2 separate regions of the Gasterosteus aculeatus genome follow, and region 1 is linked to region 2. A link is a contact called in public Hi-C data. All regions are on one chromosome and are shown on one strand. The core of a region is the stretch at or near the end of the contact, and the rest is flanking DNA. Distances in the headings are between cores, read along the strand shown.

What was found. Hi-C and Micro-C count contacts between places; a contact is called where the count stands out from the background.
Region 1: a Hi-C map of skeletal muscle shows a contact between it and region 2, with 4 times the contacts expected there. The contact joins two enhancer-like sites. A contact is called at or near these places in 3 of 6 Hi-C or Micro-C datasets (skeletal muscle and tail fin).

The regions. Positions count from the first base shown.
Region 1 is chr12:2,605,126-2,607,849 of fGasAcu3.hap1.1, forward strand. No RefSeq gene overlaps it. Among protein-coding and RNA genes, the nearest start is that of tshz3b, 35 kb to the left of the region's middle. Within about 2 kb of position 1,421, at least 2 of the 9 cell types and tissues checked have open chromatin away from gene starts, as enhancers often do.
Region 2 is chr12:2,460,912-2,463,999 of fGasAcu3.hap1.1, forward strand. No RefSeq gene overlaps it. Among protein-coding and RNA genes, the nearest start is that of LOC120834793, 110 kb to the right of the region's middle. Within about 2 kb of position 1,835, at least 1 of the 9 cell types and tissues checked has open chromatin away from gene starts, as enhancers often do.

The sequences.
Region 1 (2,724 bases), core at 171-2,670, 140 kb after region 2:
CATTTTTAACAGAGACAGTGTTTCTAAATGTTTTATTTTGTCAGTTTTTCAGTGACTACAGGAAAAAGGCCACTTGCTACTCCAGTGTTTCAAGGTGTTCTCGTTCTTACTGTTATTAGTTCATGTGTGAGTACATATAGTCAGTTTGTGGGGTGCATGGGTGCTAATTTAGTGATTCACTGTTTACATTCAATAGAACACCTCTTCTGACTATACCTTCACTAGGTACGAGCACTTACTATGGCACTTACTTATAGCTCGTTGTAGTTTGGCTTTTTTGAAAGATTTTTGTTGTTTTGGTGCGGTTCCCCACAACACATACAACATTCATGCATTATTTAATTGTCAGATGTTGAATATCTATCTATGTATCAATACATACATATATTGTTATTATTCCAAAGTCCAGCCACTGAAACAGTTTATTCTTCCTCACACGAGTGCTGTAGGACATGACACACACACTCAGACACGTACGCACAAGAGTAATGTCCTGAGACACATGTTGCTAGGACACAAGCACCAAGAGTGGTATGGCAAGCTGTCTTTGTTTGTGCAGTGAATATGTGTGTGAGTGTTTAAGTGTATGCATTTACGTGTGTGTGTGTGTTTGTGTGTGAGAGTGATAACCCGCCAAGGGGACTCAAAAGAGGCAGCTAATGGACTCCAACCACGGAGCACTTGTCACACAAACATTTCTGCTGTCAAAGCAGTTTATCACACGTAACACAATGAGACACCCACCCTCCCTCTTCCCCATAGACACATACACATGCATACAGCGTCCCAAAGCAGCCATTTGTCCCAGCTTGCACAGAGTGGTTGGGAGCGGAGCAGAGCAGAGAACAAAGGAGATGAGACAGTCAGAGAGAACAGTTGTGTTTTCACAGTTGTTTTAGCAAATCCGATGTGACAAAGTGAAAAAAGAGGGCGCATCAGCACCATGCTGCTACGGACTTGCACACACTGACAATGCCGCGTGAGGATATAGGTGTGCACAAGGACTCTTTGCCAGATATTAATCAGTATTAGCCTTTTTCAGAGACGTCATGCTGTGTAACTTACCGCTGGATAGGAAGCATGTATGGATGGATTTGACGTAATCAGACCTTTTTGTTTTTAACTTTGGAGACCACCGTAACAGTGCTTCCTTGAGAGGGTGGCCGACCTTTTACAAAGTCCAGGGAAATATGGGACCAGGGACAATGTCGACCACAGAGCTTGATGAGAGTTTAACCTCATGTGGACGTCCTCCAGGCTGTGATGGTCCATTCATACCATGAAAGGGTGAACAGCCCTCTCCAAGTCAAAGTAATATCTATATCGAAGTAAGTTTTATATAACATGTTTGTGTCTGAAGAGTGTGTGTATCTTGCTACTTGTTTTGATTAGAAAAAAGATGTCTGTAATTAATGTCCAGTTGGTTTAGTCAGAAGCGCCTCAGTGGCGCCGCTCACAGGACAGCTTAGGTCACACATATATACACACACAGCATACTTTTATGTATCTCTTTCTCACACACACACACACACACACACACACACACACACACACACACACACATACAGACTCACAACTACACACATTCAGTCAACAGCACACACATGCAGAAAACATAAATCATCTCCAAAAATGCAAAAATCTGCCACCTTCTTGTTACTTTGTTTTCACAAAGGTGTTATTTAAAAGGAAATTTGGACTAATTTTAAATTATTAATATTACAAAGTGTTTGTATTGTGCCCACAGCCGTTAAAAAAACTGTTCTGTGTATGATTCAACCTTTTGGGCTTCCAACGTTCAGTAATATCTGTAGACAGATAAACTACGGAAACAATTTGGCTTGGTGGTATTTTCATTTTAGTCTTTTCCTTGGGACCATCGCTGAGGTTTAGTCTGCTGCTGGAGTTCAGAACTGTATTTCAACAACCAGCACATCTTAATATGTACAAATATGAGAACATTTTGGATAATATGAAATGTTGTTCCATTACCATGTATCACTTCGATGATTACCTTTTGCACATGTCCTACTGGTCTGCTGGTTCTTTTTGTTTGCTGGATTTTCAGTTGGTTGCATCAAAGAGCTTCTCCAACGACTACAGACAACAGATTGAATGCCGCACCCAAAGCAGGAAAAGACAATGCAGTGCAATGAGGCTACTGAAAGGGATAAAGAACCAGATAGGCACACTGGGCATATCATTTCAATTATTTCAGCGTGATCGTTTCTTAAGCAAAACTTGACGAGACAAGTTTTCCAAAGAACTGGATAACCAGACTGAATCCTTAGTTAGTCAGTTGCCCCATGGACAATTGATATGAATGCACAACTGACCATTTGAGGTTTATATGAGACTCACAAGCCTTTTAACTAACTAACTAACTAACACCTGGCAGAAGGTTCAACCAAACACTGCAGACTCTATTCCTTGTCAAAAACCCAAACGTCTTCTGTTTTACTGACCACGAGGTGCAACGTCACTGATTGAGATGACGTAACAAGAGTACTCATATGATTCCAAGCTATGCCGTTGTTTCTTCTAATGCCCTTAGCAGTAGTTTGTGGTCTTGACCTACCACCAACCACTTCACAAAGGAGGGTTTCAGAGGGGTGATTGGGAGCCATGTTTCCAAACTCCCAGGAGAACCTCACTGCTTTATTTGATGTCTGAATTAGGATACATTCCCCTTGACAGATAACTTCAAAAATGTTATCACAATCA
Region 2 (3,088 bases), core at 585-3,084:
TCACATGCTTCTTGTCATATGTTCGATAATTAGAAATCAGAGTCACTGGCATGTATCAACACTCTCTCTCTCCCTCCCCTATTCCCTACATCCCTCTACCTTAACCTTTCCCCAGGCTAAAGTTTACTCGACAAGAGAAGATGATGGGAAACAAAGGCCATTGTCTTCTCCTGTCCATGTCACCTTTTTACCTCCATCCTCCGTCTCCCTTTTATTCTTGTGATTAGAAATATATGTCAGCTACCCTGGCAACCGGTGGAAGTCGGAACCCTGGGTTTCTTCTACTGGCCACCCTGCTGACGATGATGATGAGGAGGTCGGAGACGTTAACGTGTCAGACTTACATCTATGTAAGGTTGCCCTTTAAACTATACACGCCATATGCTTTCATCAGCACCTGAGATTAATATGGTTTTAAGAGAATAGTTCTCAAGATTTTTCTACTATTTCGTCTCAGACAAGAGGATTCTGGATTGTATTGTACCAGTTAATGCAAACACACATGATGTGTTGTGTATTGATATTCATTAAGTTCCTTCCCTCGGGGCTTCCGTAATGGCCAACTTTTAAGCTGCACAGGATGCTGGGTATTTTTTGTCGTATCTCCATTAAAGAATGCACATTCCCATCACTGTTCTCATGTCCGATCATTACTTTAGTTGCATCGTATTTCATGTGTAAAAGATTGTTTTTATACGAATGTGAATTGACACCAGGACTGCTTACAGGGTCTGCGTGTCTATCATTCCTCATATCTCCCAAAATCAAGATCCCTTTTGGTCTTGATATTGTGGTCCTCAGTCTCCCAAAGGCTTTGTCTTGTTCAGTCTTGAGTTTTCACCACATGCATATACCAGTCAGAATGTTACTGCTTTTTTACAGCAATGAGTCATATAATATGTATCATTTAACTAACAGCTGTAAAAGCTACTAAAATAGGTTTCTTCCATCGTGTCCATATCCTTCTTCTTTTACACAACATATTTTATTCGACTGAATTTGACGCAGTGCATTTTTCAACTGTACATGCCTCTCCACCAAAAACTAGTTTCATGCATTTTTTCAATTGCTATTTCACCATACACAGAGGCTTTACAAAGCTCCCGACCAAACAAAGTGAGTGATTTCCACAGTCAGGTGGATTCAAAGCCTATAAACAGGTACATTTACTCTAATAAGCCTGCAGTCTTTCTTACCTATTCTCAAATGACTCCTTGATGGTTGCCAAATGAATTGTGCAGCCAACCACAGCATAAATGCACGCTGTTAACACTCAATAATTGTGTGATTCCATTAGCATTCTTGCTGCGTACAAGCTAATTGGCTTTTCCATTAGAAAGCGTTGGGTCTGGTAGTATAATAAGTAGAAATGTTGGAGGCTTTTTCCCGGAAATTACGTAATGCAGTAATCTTCCGAGAGTTTTCATATAGTCTAATTGTTATGAAGATGAATTCAAAGACAGCAACAATAAGAGAGGAATGGGATTTTCGGGAAATGGTTGCTAATGACGGTTTTCCCTTTTTTAGCATCGCTGTAATGCTACTAACGGATTTTATAATGGAGCAGACTTGCTGTTTTGTTGCAATATTTTGCTCTCTCTTTCACACGAGCGTGCACACCTACACATACGTGCATTGCCTGACCTGCACAGTGTGATATTGTGACACCAAGCTCTGGGCTGTCTGCGTTCCTCGCTGATGTGAGAGAGAGAATGTGTTTGTGTGTGAGTGTATGTGAGTTGAACACTAAGGGCTGGGTAGATGACACTCCCATGGCCCAGTGAGACAGGCGTAGTTAGACAGGCGTCAGAAAACACTCAGTCTCCTTCAGCGTCCGCAAACACTTGACACACACAGGTGTACACGCACAGACACACAAAAGCCTGCACACTGGCATGCATGCATGACTAGACACGTGCAAGCTCACAAGACACTCGTGCCAAAGGAGATAGGCAGAACGCCTGTGCAATGAATTTTGTTTTATCTGCAGAAATAATAAAATAACCTTTTATAGCCTAAAATCTGCCAAAGTGTGTGTGTGTGTGTGTGTCAAAGTGGCTCAAAGTGACGGGTGCCTTGAAGTTCTCTTCTCCATCCCTCCCCTTTTCATCGCTCCTTCCAAGTCTCTTTTCTCTCCCCTCGCCACTTGTCCCTCCCTCCCCACCATACAGTGTCTGCATAATGAACCTGAATTCTTTTTGGGCGATATCCTCGAAGTCACAGACCTGTGAAACTGGGTGGACGAGGTGGAAAGTGGAGGCATGTGCAGACAGCAGCTCAAGCTGAGCTAGCATCAACACTGTAAAATGTAATAAGTTGGCTTTACTGGAAAAAAGTCAGGAAACCGACCGCCTCAAAATTATTAAAGTAAATAGTAAAGTAAAGTCGCTAATTAATTTTAAGTTGTTAAGGGTGAAAATAACTGAGCTTAGGGAACTGCAGTAAACATTAGTATAGTTAACTGAAAATAATGTTGACAAGTTCTTAAACAACAAGAAGATCTGAGTTATGTTAAGTAAGCAGTACTACGAAAGTTATCGTTACTAGTGCAACTCTTCACTTCATTAAGAAATAATCAGGAAACCAATTGCCTTAACATTTTCAACTAAGCTGAACTACAAACTGTAAGCTTGGGAAAGAAAGATAGAGAGCAGTTATCATGGAAGATAAAGTTTATTTTGTACTCACACATTTTCTTAATCTCATACATGATTAAAAATGCTGGACATGTTTTGAAATGTGGACATTTTGCTCAAAATCCTTCCAATGACATTTGATACCACCACACCCACAGAAAAACGTCTATATCCAATTTAACTGTAAGACTAAAAGCAATTAATCAAATATGAATCAATGTTCTGTTACTTAACTTGTGAAATTAGGTTTGTTAGCTCCCATTGTAGGGAAAACAGACATTTCTGAATTGAAAAATATGGCAATGCAGTACCTGAATCTCACTCTTATTGGTTGTGGGGGAATCCTGCAAATGACATCTAGACCACAAAAAAGGAGGCAGAGTAACCTGACTTTTCCCCACCTTTTTACAGATGATCTGTTTGACCAAAAATTGTGACACATTGTTTTTTAA